2 separate regions of the Anser cygnoides genome follow, and region 1 is linked to region 2. The links are chromatin contacts, called in public Hi-C maps. All regions are on one chromosome and are shown on one strand. The core of a region is the stretch at or near the end of the contact, and the rest is flanking DNA. Distances in the headings are between cores, read along the strand shown.

Region 1 (2,700 bases), core at 201-2,700, 34 kb before region 2:
CTCACAGGACTGCTTTGGTTTCTCTTGTGGCGTCAGGAATGCTAACAAACTCACCTACATAAAGCGACACTGCACAAAACCAGGCGGATGTATCAGTAGGATGGTGTCCTGTTCTGGGGCCGGGTGCACATCCTGCAGAGCACGCTAAGTGTTGTCCATTGGGTTTACCATGTTTATTTCCTAGAAAGAAGTAGTTACAAGCTCTATTCCTCATCCCCACCAGAATGTTTGCAACAACAAAAGAGCACGTAACTTACATGGTTTAAAAGGTTAATATCAGCAGTTGGCTCACATAGCGACTTGGACACACTTTAGCCATTGCTAATACTTTGGCAGAAGAAGCCGTATTTACATGATCTGAATAGGTTTGCTTATTCACAAGCAAGATGTTACCCTGTCTGCCCAGGAAGGGCATTTCAAAGGTGTCTTTGCTTGCTGAAGGCTAACAAATTCTGTCACGAGAACAGGGAAGGTGCATTGTGGCCCCTTGACTGAATTTGTACTGCAAGAAAAGGAAATGCCTGCCTGGCATTTGTTAGCTCTGCTGATTCTCCAGCTCACTGATCCAATGGTAAACTCTTCACTGGATCTTGGTGAGGTGAGTTTCTACTGGAGCAGTGAGCTGGTCTGACTGCTGGCTACCATGTACCTGCTGGACTGAACATGGGAAATGGCAAAGGAACCATTCAGGGCAGGTGGGTTCATAGTGAATGGACCTCTTCTTCTCTTTAGCAGCCAGCAGTAACAACAGGCTCAGCATAACCAGACTCTGCTCTCAGTCTCATACATCCTGTGTGGATTCAGGAGTTCCTAAAAGTCTTCATGACACCCCCAGTAAGCTGCAGGGGCCCAGAGATAAGCCACTAAACAGGAGATCCCAAAAGAGAATAACTGAGCCAGCCTGGCAAGTGCTAACCCAAGCACAGAAGAGCAGAGGAAAAAAAAAAAATCAGACCCCAAGGCCACTTGAATCTGTTGCTATCAGCCTGTAATGAGACCAGTCCATCAAAACCTTTGAGTCTGCAGGGGGGGGAAAACTAACAGAAAACTGCTGGGCATAGCTGCAGCTCTCCAGATCTCCCTGGTCATGCTCTGCATTGCTTTCTGTTCCCAGAGAACTTCAGAAAGCTCCTAAAAATGCCTTTCAGTGTCATTCTGAGCTCGCAGGAAAAAGCCTCTCTGGCTTGTTATCAAAATGCCTCCAGAAGGCCTTGCACGTGGTATGAAAGGTGAACCTGGTGAAAAGTTACTGAGCAAAGACCAGCTGGTGATTAACAGCACGGGCAGGATGGTAACGTTACACAAATTAAGAAGTTTTAGAAGTGTAGAGACATAAGAAAGACCGCTGAGCAGAAGAGCTGCTCTGTTACAAGAACAGACAAGAGCATTGTAGACCTGGATTTCAAAAACGCAAACATGTTTTACTGTAATGGTAGGACAGCTGTATTGGCAGAGCCAAATTAAATAGTTACATTAGAGGGAAATACTGCTTGTCCTGTTTCAGAAACGTTTGTTTGCACTTGAGAATCTCTTTGAACTTAACTTTGTTATAGCGGTATAATGAAGCATTTTCAACGGACTGATCCGGGAATTTAAATATAAATAAAATAAAAAGTACAACCCAACAGTTTACAACCCCAAAGCAAAACACATAGAAATGTTCTGCAGTCTGGCTAGCGTGGTAGCAGCCATCAGCAGGATTTATGTGCCCGCCGGGGACAGCTAAGCCCAGGGGTACAGGATGGGCACTCAGTACACAGAGAAGATGGGGGGATTTATGCAGATGGAGTGGCCCTGAGCAAGATGCCCTTTCAGACATTTCCGGAGCCACTGATGCAGCTAGGCAAATTCTCTGCTGCATCACATTTAAATGTTTCACTCTATGCTCCGTGATCATCATTGTTATCATCAGCAAGCAAAACCAGTTAAATAGTCATTACAGAAGCAACGGTGAAGGAAATATTTGACAACTCGCAGTGAGCTTTCGAATCCAGTGACTAAAAACAGACTCTGGGGTTGCCCCCTGCGAAATCCCCTCCTACCCCATCCTCTGGTGGCACATTTCCAAGGGGACTCAAAGTGTGACAGACCCAACAGCGGGGCTGGAAAGGTATTGCTTGGTGTTTGCTGTTGGATGCAAGTTATTTTACTAATCCATGTGGGCAGTGAGCATTAGAACTAGAAACAGTCCTTAGACCTGTGGAAAATATTACATTGCAGAGCCGGTAGCAAGGTTTTCTCCTTAATGAAGGACTCCTTCATTAGCCTGGACTTGGGCACACGCACTGCCCGAAGCAATGCTCATCGGCTGTCCCACGGAAATACGCTGCAGCTCTGGAGCACCAAGCAAGGACAACATGGGCAGCAGACCACTCCAGCGGCATCCCATGCCACAGCACGGCTTGGTGTAGTCTGAATCCATCGTCATTAAATTAAGCATGCTGACTCCAGACACTTCTCAAGGTTTGGGTTTGATCATTTTTGGTGGGGAGGAACAAAGCTGTTTAGGAGCCCCCTGGATCCATCAAGCACCCTCTGACATGCCAGAGGGTCCACGAGCTGCCCCTTGTGGGAGTGATGGGGCCATGCCCATGGCATTACTGCACCTCTGGGAGCTCACGCTGCTCCACACCCTCCATTTCAAGCTCCCAGCACCCTGCAGAGTCTGAACAGCACAGGGTTTGCTGTGCCTGGCAAATC
Region 2 (2,700 bases), core at 70-2,569:
CAGTGCATCTTCCTCTGTGGGAGTAAAAGTGAGTGCTCTGTCTCCTTTCATCATACGGCAGGTCTGAACCCTATGCAGGGCAGAAAAAAGTAGCTGCACCAAGATTTCTGCATTGCTCCATAATCTTCCATGGCTTAACTTGCAATAAATCTTGGAATCAAGGAAGACATGTTGCCTCTGTCTACACTGTATCAGATTTCAGCACCAAATGCAAGTCATGGCCTGGTTAACAGTAAGAGATCAGAACAGAAATCTGGAGTTAGTTAGAACTCTCTTGCAGTTTAAAATCTACTTGTTGCATGAGAACCAGCACAAAACAGATAAGCGTGACAGGTTTCAAGCTGGGACAGGCGTTTGATTTTTAGTGGCAAGAAGCTACTCAGAGGTTTTATGCAAGGCCCATGAGGAATTACTTGGTCTGGATTCAGTTTTAGGTTACAGTGAGAAGCATATTCAGTCCATAAGGTGTGTAACAAAAATGTTTACAGGAATGCAAAATCTGTGACAGTAAAAAGGTGCTTATAGTTTGAGTCCCGAATGAGAAGCCTCAGTCTAGAAAGAGTTAAAGCTAACTGCTGGTAGTTTTATTCTGTAAGTCAATTTTACTCCTGCTTATGTGGATGTGATTGTGTAACAGATTTTACAAGTGCACTGATTTTGTTTCCCAGCAGATTTTCTCTGTGGCTGATTTCCTGTAGAAGAACTCAGCTCAGATAAAGAACCCTGCTCACTGTGAGTGCCCTACAAAAGTAACGCACAGGGAATGAAGGGCCCTCACAGCCCTACGGTTTGTTTTAATCTCCAAGCCAGCAATTCACAAACACAAACCTACATACCAGTGTTGGTTCCAGAGGCTTCCTAGATAAATACTCCTCCAGGTCTCCTTTCCTCACTGAATGTAATGGTTATATCACAGGACTACTTTGAGGCAGGATAGCAGAAATCTTAAAAAGTGTAGGTGCTAGGCTTTCCTGCAGTGACTGATCTCACCTTTAATCCGTTTGTCCACTCAGACCCCATTGTTTCAGCAATGTATCAGGAGTTTTATTAATGATGCCTGTTTTCTGAGTATTTGTAAGACCACAATACTTGATGCTTTCATGGTTTTCTCTGTAACTGGAATTCCAGAGCTGGAATGTTCACAGCCTCATCGTAGCACTTGAAAGGCTGGCAGCACTGAACATGTGCCATTTACTACTTCTCGCCTTACAACGCCTTATAAATACAGGTTTAAAAAAAGGGGGGGGGGGGGGGGACCTGGGGTAGAAGAAGGAGTGCCTCCTATGCTTCCCAATGCCACTCTGTGCCAAAACCCCTTTGGGCAGAAAGGGAAAATGCTATCTGTGGAAAACCTCTACCAAACTCTGTGCATGCCTTCTTTATCAGAAACCATCCTAGGCATACGGAGACCATTTACGCTACCACCACGGCAAAAAGAACCACAGCCAAACACCGAAGCGCGCCGCGGTCTCCGACAGCTGCCAGCCGCCCCTCACACACCCGCACAGGCCCCACCCCGCCCCCCTCCGCCATTTTGTGGGCGGCCGCCGGCGGATGCCGCCATCTTGTGGGCGGCGCCGGGCCGCGGCCATGGCGGGCGCTGCGGGGGAGCCCGATGTCGGCGGCATGGTGGCGGTGTCGGCGGGGCTCTACGTGGGCGGCGCGGAGTCGTGCTCGTCCCCGGCGTCGCTGGCGGCCGCGGGGGTGGTGGCGGTGCTCACAGTGGACGCGGAGGAGCCGCCGGCGGTGCCGGGGGTGCGGACCCTGCACGTCCGTGCGCGGGACGAGCCCGGCGCCGACCTGCTGAGCCGCCTGGACGAGTGCGCCGCCTTCATCGGCGCGGCGCGGGCGGGCGGCGGGGCCGCCCTCGTCCGCTGGTGAGGGCCGGGGCCGGGGGCTCGGCGGCGGGGCTGGCAGCCCCGGGCGGCGCCGAGGGCCGGCCTCGCCTCGTCCCGCGCCTTCCCTTGCAGCCAGGCCGGGGTGAGCCGCAGCGTGGCCGTGGTGACCGCCTACCTCATGAAGACGCAGGGGCTCGGCTGGGAGGAGGCGTACGCTGCTGTCAGGGCTGCCAAGCCCGATGCCGAGTGAGTGCCCGGCCGTAAGGGCGGAGTGAGGGGCGCTGCCCCCCGCCCGGCCTCAGCCCGCGCCCCTCTCTCTCACCGCAGGGTGAACCCGGGCTTCCAGGGGCAGCTGAAGCTCTACGAGGCCATGGGCTGCACGGTGGACAGCGGCAGCGCCCTGTACAAGCGGTACCGCCTGCAGATGCTCAGGGAGAGGTACCCCGGTGAGTGGGGGAGCCGGGGGGGCTGTGGGAGCGCCGCCCCTGCCAGTGGCGCTCGAGCTGGAGGTGAAACTTGCCGCTGTGGTCTCCCAAAGGCCTGGGTGGCTGATGCCGGGTGATCACAGCATCATACGGTTTTTCTGCTCTCTGCTTTTTTGCCCCACGGACCGCACCAGGCATCCGGGTGGGTCTTTCTGATGTGTGGTTACTTTAAGTTACCGTTGTTAGCAGTTTTAAGTCATGTGCCCCCATCTGTGGTTTCTGAACTGTGTTGCTGTGGTTTGTGACTGTCTTTAACTAGCTGTGCATCAGGAAGATCTCATGTGTCTTGTGTGCTGTAGGAGGGCAGCATATGAGTATGGTGGTGGGACACGGTTCAGAGATCATTTAAAAAAAAAACCACACTAATTTCAGAGCCT

Evidence for each region. A called contact is a pair of places that touch in the nucleus more often than the background predicts.
Region 1: a Hi-C map of liver shows a contact between it and region 2, with 1.6 times the contacts expected there. The contact joins the enhancer-like site here to the promoter of DUSP12 in region 2. A contact is called at or near these places in 2 of 7 Hi-C or Micro-C datasets (both in liver).

The regions. Positions count from the first base shown.
Region 1 is chr1:100,730,476-100,733,175 of Taihu_goose_T2T_genome, reverse strand. It overlaps LOC106045735 (a long non-coding RNA gene), which reads right to left. Exons shown (of 3, transcript XR_010834343.1): 3 at 1-180. Among named protein-coding and RNA genes, the nearest start is that of TENT5C, 27 kb to the right of the region's middle. Within about 2 kb of position 1,450, at least 1 of the 3 cell types and tissues checked has open chromatin away from gene starts, as enhancers often do. A contact at or near this core is called in liver, where this site is marked.
Region 2 is chr1:100,696,768-100,699,467 of Taihu_goose_T2T_genome, reverse strand. DUSP12 (dual specificity phosphatase 12) reads left to right here and starts at 1,319. Exons shown (of 6, transcript XM_066990420.1): 1 at 1,319-1,877; 2 at 1,971-2,084; 3 at 2,185-2,284. The coding sequence starts at 1,335.